Regions from separate parts of the Sus scrofa genome. Here region 1 is linked to region 2. Evidence: chromatin contacts called from public HiChIP or PLAC-seq data. All regions are on one chromosome and are shown on one strand. Each heading gives the region's core, a stretch centred on a gene start, on an enhancer-like site or on the middle of the called end of the contact. The rest is flanking DNA. Distances are from core to core; before and after follow the strand shown. Region 1 overlaps PDE4D (cAMP-specific 3',5'-cyclic phosphodiesterase 4D). Region 2 overlaps PDE4D (cAMP-specific 3',5'-cyclic phosphodiesterase 4D).

Region 1 (6,906 bases), core at 1,669-4,168, 160 kb after region 2:
AAGACCACAGAGTTCAGATTTCTGTTTTTGCCCTTAGCTGTCTGATCAAAGTACTACAGGAAACAGTACCTGATAATTAGCTATAGGCATTATAGTTACCTCCCCACTATAGAGTTTCACCACCACCACCTCCAAAAATCCAATAATTTGCTAGATTTAAATCTATTTGACGCTACTTCTTTCAGCATTGGTGAGAACTGTAGCAACCATCATTATACTTAAGAAAATTAAATTACTAATATCAGTCTACCCATTTCTCCAAGAAAATGAAATTACTTCTCTACAGAATTAAAATGCCATTTCCTAGAACTAGATGGAGAAGCCAATTTTCTTTTGTGTTTCCTGCCTCAAAAAAGAATATGTGTCTAGACAGAATATTAGTGAAGTTTTTCCATGAGATACCCTTTTCCACTAGAACAAACTCCATTATCCCTATACAATGACATAAATAGCTCACTGTACCTGTTTACTTTCTAATTTCAAAAATGAAAAAAAAAGCAGTGAAAGAAATTTTAACTCATATTCCCAACACCGAATTCTGATTCAAAGAAGAAAAAAAAAAACACTATGGATTTACATATCTTTCTTCAAATTTCCAAATATTATCATAATTCATTCTGCTGAATCAGTTTCCTTCTACATTTGCCTTGTCATATTTTTTGCAGTGGTGGTTCTCAGACTTCTGCACACATCAGAATCTTCAGAGGGATTTGAAAACACAGGTATCTGGGCCCATCACCAGAATCTCCAATCCATCAGGCCTGAGACTGAACCAATGAATTTGCATTTCTAACGAGTTGCCAGGTGACATCGGTGGGGACCGCACTTTCAATGTAACTGATACTTGCATCTTATGATAGAGAAGCACATTCTGATCTCTGCCTATGTGGTTATAACATGGCATTCTGACATGCCCTATTCCACTGTCCCTTCCTTTTTATTTTTGGTTATCAGTATCTACCTGTTTTGCCACTGAATATGTGAAGCACGTACGCAATGCTGAAACTTAAGAGCACAGGGGCGCCTCATTGTCTTAAAAAGACAGGTCCCTTTCTGCAACTTTAATTTAAAAAAAAAAAAAATTACCTAGAAAAACAACCCGAAGCTCGCTCTAAGATTGTTACCTTCAACGGCAAACATGTTTTGCCTCAATTGTGATTTCTTTGTTCAAGAGCCAAGCTAGCAATTAGGCTGGCACAGGAGGAGAAGTCATTTGTTTAATATGATGATAGTGTAGCCCTTGGTAAACCCTGGAACAATGAGGGCCCACACAGAAGCTCATTCCAAGTTCTGGTTCCCTCTCTCCTCTTGCTACATAAACGGCAGCCACTCATTCTGAATTCTCAGAGCCACAAAGGAAGGGGAAGTTTTTTGATCCTGTCACATCCTCCCCCATTTAAACCATTTATAGTCTTAAATTCTTGCCCCTGTTTTGTTTTTTATTTTTTGGCCACCCCTGGCATATGGAGTTTCCAGGCCAGAGATCAGATCCAAGCCGCATTTGTGACCTACACCGCAGGATCCTTTGTGCTGGGCTGGGGGTCAAACCTTGTGTCCTGGTGCTGCAGAGATGCTGCCACAGCAGGAACTTCTGCAGCCTTAACCTGAAGGAGCAATTTGAAGACATCTTCTTGAAACACTGCTAATGGTGAAGTCCACCAACAAAGTGACATTGGGCTTCTGTTCCCTGTAGGTTCCCTTGACACATCACTGTGCTCAGAAGAGCAAGTTGAACACCTTGTCTTGAGTTGGCTTGGGAGGAGGGTTTACTTTTGCCTTGTAGACTTGTTATTTCAATTTTCTTCTTAAAAGGAAAGTCTTTGAGAGTTTGAATTTTCATCTATTCCGGCATAAGCTGTATCAAGTAAAGGGTCTCAGGATTAAAAGAAAAGTGATGCCCTTAGTAATGGCTTCTGAGGAAATCAGACATACTGCACTCTATCACAAGGTACTGTGTAAGTTCCTACTCTTTTCAAAGGTTCTTTTAGAGCAGGGACTCTGCCTTATTGCTGTATTCCTAAATCTAAAACAGTGCCCCCAAAATAGAAGGCACGGAATATGGAACATTTATTGCCTGAATGGCTCTCATTATAAGCTTTCATTATATGGGGATGCACAAAAAAAACTAAAAGAAGTGTGACATGATACCAAAGTTCATAAATTAAATGTTACCAGAACAGAGATTTTTTTCTACAAATGAAGGACATGAATCAGAAGATATCTTACTAGATTATAACCTGCCTCAATCCCCAGTTTACGAATACATCCATCACCAGGTTTCTGGCAACAACACAGACATTTATATTTCATTTAAATCCTCAGTTATCTTACTAGATTATAACCTGCCTCAATCCCCAGTTTACGAATACATCCATCACCAGGTTTCTGGCAACAACACAGACATTTATATTTCATTTAAATCCTCAGTTTTATACTTGGAAAATGCCCAAATAAGTAAAACATTTTTCATTTAAATTGTCTGCCAGTTTATGTAAAGGAATTCCCTATGAGACACCCCCTTTACAGAGGGAACATAAAATTGTGTAGGAAGGGCATGTGATTATTAAGTGGACAAGTGTGATTGCCTTTCTTTCTAAAACTGATGGTTTCCTCAAAGGTCTTCTCCATTGTGCAGTTTTTATCAGCTTATAGGGCTTTACAGCCCCTTCAGCTCAATCTACTCACTGCAGCCTCAGCCCATCTGCGTTCAGGAAAGAATTCTTCCAGGGAGGGATCCATTCCAAGAACTCTGGCTGCAATGAGATCAGATCTAGATCTGGAGGTCAGCTGTGATTTCTGGCTCCTGCGTAATCTCCTTTTCTTCCCAGCTTACTCAAACCGCTAAGGTCTCCTTCATGGCCACGAGGCCCCACATCAGACGTTCAAAATAGGACAGCTTCTGACCACGATGCTTTCTTGCCAGTTCTAGCTTTGGACCTCCTGTAACCCAAGACGACCTAATCCAAGCCAGGCTCTCGGATGCCCTTCGGATACAGCTCCTCTAATGAATCATAAGACCATCCTCTAGGGACAAGGCGGTTCTCCGAGGTCTCCTTTAGCACCAGAGTCTATTTTTTTCTGCCAAGTTCTGATTGCCTTTCCCTAGTCCCTCTTGCTGAAATCCCACTGAGCCCCTTATTGACACCCTAGGTCTCAAGAAGGTACAATTTTGCTGTCCCAAACTCATTTTCAGGGCTCGGGGTCTAATAATGACTAGTCATTCATCTCCCAACAAGCACATTGTACAGAGAATAGGGACTGGGCTGGAGGGAGGGCATCAAAGAGGTCCTTGTCACTGAACTACATTTCTACAGAATAATATAACTGGTGGATTCTCATATCCAGCAAGGATCAAACTGATGTACTATTTTAGCACTCGTGCAAAAACTCTCCTCTGATTTCTGCACTGGATTTTATTTTATGGAAAAGTTCCATGATTTTTAATATACTATATCATCTCCTCATACCAAGTACTTTCATACTTTAAGAATTACAAAATGCACTCATCAAAAATGTTTGGCACACCATGTGCTACATATTACATATTATGTGTTTATATATTTCTAAAACCCTGAACAAACCTCTCTCGGGTTCTGTTTAAAATACATCCACAAAGCATAAGTCAAGTATGAGGGAAAAACAGAACATCAGCTCAGAAAACCAGTACCTACTCTACAGGTGCTGTAATTTGAAATTTTGGTGAAATGACTTTGAAAATTAGCTATGCAAGAAAGAAGAACAAAGGCAGGCTACAATATTTCCTTCCCTTCAGCAACATTAAAGCCTGAGAAATGAAATGTCCAAACCTCTTCCAGAAATAAAAATCAATTGAGAAGAGCAACCCAAAGAGCATTAATGCAATCAGTCTGCATGCTGCCAGCTAATTTACAATCCATGACGAGCGAAGCCAAGTGGGAGTTATTTACGTTTGTTCTTCTGGTAGAATAGAAGGAAGGAGAGTGAAAAGGATCTGCTGAATCAGATTGTTTGACTGAGGAGTGACAGAGACGTTTTCTTCAATTAATAGCCAGCTGCATAACTTGAGCTAATGCCAGCTGGGCTTTCGTCATGAAGTAACACAAAAATAAATGATTCTATACTCAGGTGCTGGCTGTGATGCAGTGAATTAATCCATCCAAAGCTGGAGCAGGGAAGGGGCAAGCGATCATGCCACCTGAATTTTATGAGCATATTTGGCCACTGTCTACGGAGACTGAGGTAATGCTAATTGCTAAATGTCCAAATAGGTCCAAGTGGATGCATAGACTTGTTTGAATAAACAAATTCTTAGACAGGAGAGACCAAAGAGGGCAGAAATGGCCTCATCAGGGCCATGCTGATTTCTTCACCAATGAGTGAAATTCACATTCATGTTCAAGTCACATGGTCAAGGGGGAAAGTGGGCAAAAAGGGTTTCATTAAGGGCATCCACCTATGGGAATTCCTGAGGGGAAAATAATGACTACAGCCACATAAAAGGAATTTGGTATTTTTTTTTTTTCTCTTTGGGGGCCCATATGGAGGTTCCCAGGCTAGGGGTCAAATCAGAATTGCAGCTGCTGGCCTATTGCCACAGCCACAGCCACGCCAGATCTGAGCCGTGTCTGCGATCTACAGCACAACTCAGAGTAACACTCGATCCTTAACCCACTAAGCAAGGCCAGAGATCAAACCCACATCCTCATGGATACTCGTTGGTTTCATAAGCCGCTGAGCCACAGTGGGAGCTCCAAGAATCTAGTACTGGTTTAAAGAAGTCAAATGCCTGCTAGTACATTCAGAAGAGATGAACAGGCCCAGCACTAGGATTTTTCTAGTGAGGTGCCTGTCCCGGTGGTCACAAGTCCATGTGTCTTCTGGCTGCCTAACTACATTCCCGTCTGTCTGGATGGAAGGGTGCCCACCCACAAGCCAGACCATTTCATTACGGGAAAGATTCCGAGGTTCCATGTGTCAGGCAAACTCCACTTCCCCATCACTTCATGTAAACACCTCTTCTCAGGGAATTTCTTACAGAAAAACCCACTTGAAAGCACATAACCAAAAGGAAGGTCGGAAAACCAGAAGCTCCATAGGAATCTATGTATGGAGTGTTCAGACAGAAAATAAGTAGGCAGCAGTAGCGGCTTGACCTGTGAATTCTTTGCCATCTGTTTGCTCCCTCAACTTCCAAACTGTAGCCCTGGAAATATAAACACCCAATTCTAAACATTCACAGGCCTGCGGCAGCAAAGTACCACAGGCCAGTTTCACAACTGGGGCATGCAGACTATAAATCCTGTAGTGGCAGGAGGTGGGGGTGGGGTGGGTGGTGCGGAAACGGACCGTCACCACTCAGCACCCTGCATCAAAGGAAACTGGGCACAAGGATGAGGCGATTGGCAGCCAATTCTTGGATTCTCTCATTCATGGAAGAAGGATCTCAAGGATTGAATTACCCAGGTGACGCGAGTTCTACTCGTGCCAGAGGGCAAAAGCCATAAGGCTGCCAAAGGCCTTGGCTGCTCTGGATTTAGGCAGAATTTTCTGGTCTCTAGTGTGAACCAAGAAGAGGCCAAAGTGAAGAAGTGCTGGAAATGGAGGTCCTCACCAGCTCTGGTGTTGACTGCTCCTATTCTGACTTGGATTTTAAAGGAGGACTCAGGGGACTTGGTCCAAAGATCTGTCTCTTTAAATCTGTCATCATGAGAGACAAACCTAATCTGGCAACTTGAAACTGATAAGAAACAGTCTTTGCAGCTGGACACACAGAAAAAGTGCAAAGCAAGAAACCTGTCACTCTTAGTTATATTCAGAACAACAGAGATTCCTACCACCACATGGTACCCAGTGCAATCAGTGGTTAGTTAGTCTGGGAGATCCTAAACTATAAACAAAAAGCTGTCTCCACAGTGAGTACTACGGGAGGTGACCTGTTAGGAAGTTGCATTAACAAGTGCGTCTTCAAACGTCATCTATAGCAGATGAATGGATGAACATGATGTGGTGTACACACACACACACACAAACATACACAGGAATATTACTCAGCCATCAAAAAAGAATGAAATAATGTCATCTGCAGCAACATGGATGGACCTAAAGATTACCATACTATGTAAGTCAGACAGAGAAAGACAGATATCCCCGATATCACTTACATGTGGAATCTAAGAAAATGATACAAATGAAGTTATTTACAAAACAAAAGCAGACTCACAGACATTGAAAACAAACTTGTGGTTATCAAAGGGGAAAGGATGATGGGAGGAATAAATCATGAGTTTGGGATTAACCAATCCACACTGCAACGTAAAAAATAGACAAACAACAGGACCTACTGTACAGCCCATGACTATATTCAGGATATTTTAATAACCTATAATGGAAAAAAATCAGTATATATAACTGAATGACTTTGCCATATATCTGAAACTAACACAACATTGTAAATCAACTATACTTCAATTTTTGAAAAATGTCGTCTGTAGTGTCAATGGGTGCCCTAAGTATAACGCCTTGCAGCTCAGCAATTTAGAGACAGAAAAAAGGCATAACTTCTAGGTGTGAGTATTGCATGAGGATATCTCCCAAGTATTAGTTTCTGTCTTTCAACAAACTGACTCTCCTAACATGAAGCATATTCTTTTCTAGCATTCTCTATATCACAACCAAATACATGAATGGAAACAGAAAATTCTGATCATTAATGTTTGAGTTTATTTTGTTTTTGTCGTCTTTGCATCTTTGTTTTGGAAAAGACAGAGCCGGAGTTCCCGTCGTGGCGCAGTGGTTAACGAATCTGACTAGGAACCATGAGGTTGCGGGTTCGGTCCCTGCCCTTGCTCAGTGGGTTAACGATCCGGCGTTGCCGTGAGCTGTGGTGTAGGTTGCAGACGCGGCTCGGATCCCGCGTTGCTGTGGCTC
Region 2 (7,596 bases), core at 3,171-5,670:
AAAGTTACATCCCAGACTATTGATTTGTTGGTGGCACTCATTTCTCTTTCCAAGACTTGGACTCTATCCAGCATTTTCTCCTGGGCATTCTGAGGCTTAATTAGATAGCCACTGATGTGCTCTACTTTGCTTCTGGTAGTAACCAAGAGTAGCTAAGAGACTGTATTCTCTGATAGTCCTTGCAAATATCTGCTACTATAAAATCCCCAGAACAAACTGATAGATTTGAGTATAACTTTCCAAGAAGAGCACAGAGGATGATTTAAGGTTATCTAAGGTTTTTTGTTTCAGAAAATATTCAATGATGTAGTCTCTCCCATGACCGTATTAATGTAAGGGGCAAGAAAACTACAACATACTTTGTTTCTGGCCTGTGGGATGGTCGTGAAATACCCTCTGTCCTGCATTTAAATGTGCCTGAGATGCTGTTCCCTTCTATTTGCATAGCATCCACCCTATAGTTACCCTGTAAAAGGTTGCGTTTAACATCTCTTTTTGAGAAGACAGAAAGCAAAAGTTTTGAGATTTATTCTGGTTGGAAGACAAGACCATCTCTAGAAGAGTGACTTTTAATTTAATGTTTCCTTGAATGTTACTATAATTTTAAACAATAACATTAAAAAAAAACCAACAAAAAACCAGCATGTCCTAATGTTCCCTTGGAGAATTGTCAGAGTCCACCAAACTAAGTCTGAGTTCCTTGTTCTTTCTTTGCTTCCCAGGTAATTTTCATGCCAATCTTTTAGGTACTATATTCAAACCTTCAACATGAGTTCACTCACTTAACATTACTTTCTCAAATCTAACACGAGCACATCATCCCACTCTCTCCCTCCTCTAAAATAGAGATGAGAGGATATGGTTCTAAAGAAATGACTGGCATTCATTCCATGTCCACAGAGAAAATTTAGCCTTCTTATGAAGTAACCATATTTTTCTCTATGTCTCTCTTTCCCTGTTTTTGCATCAAATCAAATTTAACTCAATAAGCTATATATTAATCATATTTGACTTTCTCTAAAAGTATATTTTACTTACAAAAGCCAAAAACTCATCACCACTCATTTCCGATCTATTTTAAGCTCTGTATGAGGTGCCCAAGGTTGTATTTCTCAGCAATCAATGCTCATCAAATACATATGATTTGCTATAACTTTAATAAATTAGACTCTTTACACACTTGTCTTTCCTTCATCCTGACTGCTACTAGAGAGTGAAAACAATTCCAGAGAAAAATATTCTAGCTTAAAGCTAAGTGTATCAACAATACCATCATAATATCAATTCAGTGTTCAAAGAACAAAAAAGACACTATGCTAGACATGTGAGGATTTCACAGAAAATAAAATTATTTGTATTAAACAAACAAATTTGTAAAGGAGAAATTCAACAAAGAAATTTTGGCTAACATTTCAGTTGCTTCAATCAGGGAATTATACCTAAAACCTCTCAAAGGTCAAGATAAGCTTAGGTTACCTCCATGTTTTAAGGGTCCTGTATATAAAAAAGACATGAAGAGATACAAAAGCTGGGTTGCAAAACTGTGGGGTATTTTAAATGTTTTCATCAAATACCTTAACACTTTTAACTCCAGGAACGCTATGGAATGAAACTGCCATTCAAAAGATAAATGCAGAATTTAAGTGTGTGTGTGTGTGTGTGTGTGTGTGTGTGTGTGTGTGTGTGCGCGCGCGCGCGCGTACACACATACATAAGCCCTTTGACTCATGATGCATTTGAGGTTGTGTGGTCTGTTAAAAGCATCTTTTTTCATTATTGTCAAGATATTGTTGTGGCTGAATAGATACTCTCCTTTTGAGCACTGAGAGACCTGTGAAAATGTGAAATCAGAATATTCCACTTCTGTCCTCAACTTCTGTCTCAAATTTCCACCAGACTCTGAGCCTGTTGATTTTTCAAACAAAGCAAGTTGTTTTTTCAAACAAAAGGGTGATACTAACAAAAGGGTGATACTAAGGGTGATACAAAAGAGAATGTAGAAAGATATTTCATCAAATAGGCATTAATGGCATTCTTGTTGCACGTAAGGAAGCCCCTAGCCTCAGGAATTTATAGTCCCAAATTCAGTGATAAAAAATACAGTGATAAAAAAAAACGGGACCCACAGAACAGTGAAGACAGTACATTTAAAAAATAAAGCATTACATGAGAAATTAATATTCAAATAAAAGCAAATGAATGAGGTCAAAATCTCCCAAGTTTCAAAGGAGACCGGTCTATGACGGCCATTTGGGATATCACTCTCCCCTCTTAAACTTGTCATGAAAGAAGCTTGTTAGAACTATGCACACTGGGCATTTAAATACATAGAAACTCCTCCTTAGACATTCCAGTGCTTGCTATATTTTGGAAAGGATCAGACTGACCAAGGAAAGTAAAAATATCTTTGGTAGATCAAGAAGGCAAGTTTCATAATCTATCTGAAAAGCATACAGGAGAGCTTAAATTCTGCATTTCTTGAGATTTCTCAAACTATTTAGTCCCATATGCTATTGCTTTTAGCCTAAGCAGAAGTTAGATATTTACGATATTTGGAAACTTGTTATCATTATCTTAATGATAAAGAGTGGCTAGAAGCCACCATCTATTGCAAATATGCACAGTAATGCTTATAAGTCTTTGGAGAGCATACATTTTAACACATAATAAGCACCAGATGCAAATAATAAGCTTGAGAAGCTCATTCGGTAAGAACATAGAGCATATAGGAGGCATATATTTCTAATGTTGAATCATATCCTTAAATGTAAAAAATTAACATAATTAATAAAAATTAATGGTATTTATTTTGTTTTGAAGTAGAAGTAGATCGAAGTACTATTTACACCTTTAACTGCCAACTTTTATTTATCCCTTGTCAAAGTTTGCTTATGTGTCATTACTAGGGAAGGCTGTAATTTGATTTATTTTATAGCTCCCTAAAAAGTTCCTAGGGCATTATCTTTCATACTGTCTAAAAACAAATAAATAATTCTTGTGAGTTATTTTAATCCAAACTTTGAATGTTTTCTTTTTTTCTTTTGGTTTTGTTTTATAATGATTTTTATTTTTTCCATTATAACTGGTTTACAGTGTTCTTCCAATTTTCTACTATACAGCAAGGTGACCCAGTCATAGAAACATATATACATTCTTTTTTCTCACATTATCATGCTCCATCATAAGTGACTAGATACAGTTCCCAGGGCTATACAGCAGAATCTCATTGCTTATCCATTTATATGTTTTCTATACAAGTAAATCAGGACATATTTTCATACAAATTTAATGCATACTTCTATATAGGCCTGGTAGTTCCCGGATAAGTTACATTTGGTCTAAAGAAGAAAGATCTTATTCCTGAGATTCTGCAGACAATGTGACTGGCATTTGCTATTGATGCAATAGCTTGCAGTGCTATAGACTAACCAATCAGAAACTAAAAGTGTGTGAAGAATCAACCTTTCCTTGTAAATATCTAGAACACGGAAGCAAAGAAGGAAATCAAAGATTTTTCAGTGTCTCCTTTTTTTAAATAATTATTTGATTACAATAGGCTAACTTGTATGTAATGCTAAGATGTCACTGACAATTTATTGAGGTCATGAGGTCGAGATTTTTCCTATGACATAATAGATTAATAACATATTTACTCTGCTTCATGGTATCTAAATCTCCTGACTTTCCGCCTAGATCAAACTAGGTGGGCAAGCTTACAAGGCTGACTTTCCACCTAGACCAAAGAGAGTTTCCACTTTTGCATGTGAATGAGACCTGAAACACTTATAAACAACACAGTAGTATGTTGTTGTTGCTTCTCCGTATGTTGAATCAAACAAGAACCCTTTCCTGACATTTAAAGTGTTAAGGGAAAGTTAGTGTGACCAATTCTGGCTACATTAAGTCCATTAGGCGTGCCATCACACTTGTTTTCCAGATGCCAGTCACAGAATGTTTTTCCAATTCACCATTTAACTCTCAAAATCAGCTCTTAGAGTTGGTCAAATTCCTCCTACTTCTGCAGGTTCCCAAATCCCACCGACTAAGGTTAAAGTTTGCATCTTAGCTCCTATTCCGCAGACTTCAAAATTAACACAGGATAATAAACAGAAGTTACATCCCTCAGCCCAGCTGGCAAAGGCTTATTTGCAGGGGGCCTCCAGCTACAGAGGCTGCTGACAAAACGTCTTCCTAGCCATAAATAGGAAAGAGCAATACCTGTAGGACTTTGAGAAACGCAATCTTGATTTGACTCTTGCTGAGGGTCCTGGCACGGTGGCTCCCCAAGGATCCCAAACAAAAGCCATTTGTAAGAAAGGTGCTAGGGAGGCCGGAGACAGCAGCAAGTCAGAGTGGGTGCAGGGCCCTGGGGCTGGAAGGCTCCACATGGAGCAGGAGGCACTTGTGGCTGAGAGAGGGCATTCCCTCCGTACGCTGCTCTGTGCTGCCAGGGAGGTGGCGGGTGGCCGAGGCAGGGCTGGAAGGATGGCTGGGACTTCTTGCTGCTTGACACTTGCCCTTTGCTACAGAGCTTGCTTCACTCTGACCTTATCTCATCAAGAACATGAGAAACTCTCCCTGGCAAATGTGTTTTTAAATACAGCCCTGATTAAACAGCACATGCCACTCCTGGAAAGCAATACACACAGACACACACACACAGACACACAGACACACACACACACACACACACACACACACACACACTGTGAAAGGTATGCCTGAAGTCGGTGAACCTTTATATCAAGCATCAAGTTAAAAAAAAAAGTAAACAGTGGTCCTCTGTTTAAGAAGAAAAAAAAAAAGTAAAAAAGTAAATATATGCCCATGATGGGGAAAATCCAACAGAGATTTACTACATCTCACACACCTAGCTGCCAAATACTATTTTTCTTATATCATCTTCTCTTAGCCACAGGGATGAACATCATTATTAGCAAACCTTGCACAAGGATTTAATGGTCTGGAAATACTAGCGCCTCCCTGCAAGTCAGTGTGTGAGGAAAACAGGCAGATCACTTTCAATGGTTTTGGCAGCTCTCCCCTCAAGGAGATACCGCGTCACCTTGGAGGGTGAGTTATAGTGTGTGACTTGGACAACAGAGATCAATTTTCTTGCCCATTTTCTACTCCCCATAAACATTTCTTAACTCTCTGATAAGTCCCGTGAAACAACCTTCTTTTAGATTACATAAGTGATGGAAGCCGCAGAGATTCGTCTGTTTTCCAGGTCCAGCACATCTCCATGAGGCATGCATTTCAAGATACGGTGCTCCGGGAGTCAGAGGACCACAATGCCGTCACTGGTCCTCTTCACCAAGGGCTATTCAATGTTAACAAGGCGGCATAATTCCATCAGTCTCTGTCCAAATACGGTCCCGCCAGTGACCTCAACTGTAAACCAAGGCAGAACTCCACTTCCCCAGGATAAGATTAGAGAGGCCTGGAGTGCCTGACAGTGACTTAACCCCCTCTGAACTGGACAAAACTGACCTACCGCTGAGCCTGGTGAACTTCACCACATCTGCTAAATTTTGAGACCGCCCCCTCCCGAATAGCCCAATTCATGTCTCATATACCCAAGGGGGCCAAATTATTCCTGTAGTTTCTGTCAAACCTTAAGTCAGTATACTTGGCCCTTCTTTTCCTAACAGCATCCAGCACACCAGGGGTTCTTGAGAATGCTACATGCTCTGTATCAGCTTTGAGAATGAGTAACTGAAAACATTTTTACAGGTTTCAACTCTTTGCTATCTGACAGATGGGCTGAAAGAGTGAGTGACAGCTGACTGAATGGTGGCAACCTTGCAGGATCCAAGAATTCAAAAATAAACACATTCTCTCTGAATCATCTAGCAATATTTTAATGCTTTGCCAATGATACCTTTTGGCTTTTGAATATGGATTCCCATTTCAAAGACCAAGACCAGTGGTCACCCTCCTGGTATTCTTTGAAAGAGAAGGTACCCATACCTACACCAGTCTGCCTGTGTTGGTTTATGAAACTCCACTATCAGAACTTCATTCCATGATTATATTCCATTTCCAAGGCAGGGCAACTCTTGGGAAATCCAAACATTCCTGGCAGAGTCAACACAGAGCTGAATAACTTGTTTAGGAGAATGGTTTCATATGAGGCTGCAGCTAGACAATGCAAGAAAACTGGGAGTCTGGGTGAGAAGGGGGTATGTTCCTAAAAACTGGAAGGGGGAGCAGATTAGTGTTAAGCGGGGGAGTCGGGTGGACACAGAGACAGACAAGAGAACAGAAGGCTAAGCACTGGCTAAGATTCACTACTGTCACCTTCCGTGCAATACAAAGCTCTCATTTCATCTGGTGGCATTTCAAAGTTTGTAGGTCAAATAGCATCATTAGTTTTTAAAAATGAAAGCTGCAGTCCAAATACACAACACTGGAAGCAGAAAATACTGCTTGTGTTGTTATCCCAATTGCACTTGTCATGGCAAGACGGACCCCATCTTCCCAGGTAGGCTAAAACCAGCAACAGGCACTTTGATGAACACTTGTCTTTATCCATACCAATTTACATTCTGAAAAGAAGGTTCTGTTGACACCTGTCTGATAAAATGTAAGGGCATAATAATAATGCAGAATGAAAATATTACAGATCTAAAAGAAATGTTCTTTGAAGGAGATGCAAAGTTGTCTTTAGGGTTGTTCAGCTCTATGTCAACTCTGCCAGGAATGTTTGCATTTATTTTTCAGTATTGCCAAAACATTTCTTTTTTGCCCCCCTCTGCTTCTTGAAAGCAGACATCTAGAATAGTTAAGCAAGACAAAGACAATGGAACTATAAATGTGAAATGATGACCACAAAAATGGAAACTTTGGTCCTTTTTCCTAATGTGAAATTGGATGAAGACATAGAAGTCTCTGTCAATGTTAAAGTTATTTCTCCTTAAATTACTTACCACCCTCCTTCTCATTTCTTCTTTACACTTAAGAATAATCCCCCTTAGGTTACCAGGTCTCAGTAAGGTCACAAAAATAAGTTATTTCTTTCTGAGATTAATTATAAGCAAAGTTAAGCCTTGATTTCAAGTATAAACATTAACATTATTTTGAAGGTCTGACTAATACTTCACAGACATGAGAATTTAGACAATTGGGAAAAAATTTTTTATTTAAAATAAGCTGTTTGCTAAAATGAACTTTTTTCCCAATTCTTTTTCTCCACACCCTCAACATATGGAAGTTCCTGGGCTAGGGACTGAATCTGAGCGGTAACTGCAACCTGCACCAAAGCTGCAGCAACACTGTACTTTGATCCAGGCTGGGGTTCAAACCTAGAGCTCTGCAACAATCCAAGCCACTGCAGTCAGATCCTTAACCTACTGTGCCACAGCAGGAACTCCACTAAGATGAACTTTGGCTGTCATTTACGTTTCAAGCAGCTGTCTATAACTTTCACTGCACACGTATCAAAGGGTAGAAAAGGAAGTAGAAAATCTTTTGAATATTTTAATCTCTTTCATATTAGTAAGCATTTATTTTCCAAAATTAGTTTTAAGAAAAGCATGATTGAATGACAAGGAGAGATGTCCCATCCCTCAGATAAACTCTTCGTTTGCAAGT

Evidence for each region. HiChIP or PLAC-seq counts read pairs in DNA pulled down with a chosen protein or histone mark.
Region 1: a contact with region 2 is called in an H3K27ac HiChIP or PLAC-seq map of skeletal muscle. The contact joins two enhancer-like sites. A contact is called at or near these places in 2 of 47 Hi-C or Micro-C datasets (psoas muscle and skeletal muscle) and 1 of 2 datasets of contacts at active chromatin or transcription factors (skeletal muscle).

The regions. Positions count from the first base shown.
Region 1 is chr16:38,416,668-38,423,573 of Sscrofa11.1, forward strand. All of the region lies in intron 5 of PDE4D (cAMP-specific 3',5'-cyclic phosphodiesterase 4D), which reads right to left. Among named protein-coding and RNA genes, the nearest start is that of MIR582, 160 kb to the right of the region's middle. Within about 2 kb of position 2,919, at least 8 of the 83 cell types and tissues checked have an H3K27ac peak or open chromatin away from gene starts, as enhancers often do. A contact at or near this core is called in skeletal muscle, where this site is marked.
Region 2 is chr16:38,253,866-38,261,461 of Sscrofa11.1, forward strand. The region is part of intron 5 of PDE4D (cAMP-specific 3',5'-cyclic phosphodiesterase 4D); the gene reads right to left. Among named protein-coding and RNA genes, the nearest start is that of MIR582, 320 kb to the right of the region's middle. Within about 2 kb of position 4,421, at least 10 of the 83 cell types and tissues checked have an H3K27ac peak or open chromatin away from gene starts, as enhancers often do. A contact at or near this core is called in skeletal muscle, where this site is marked.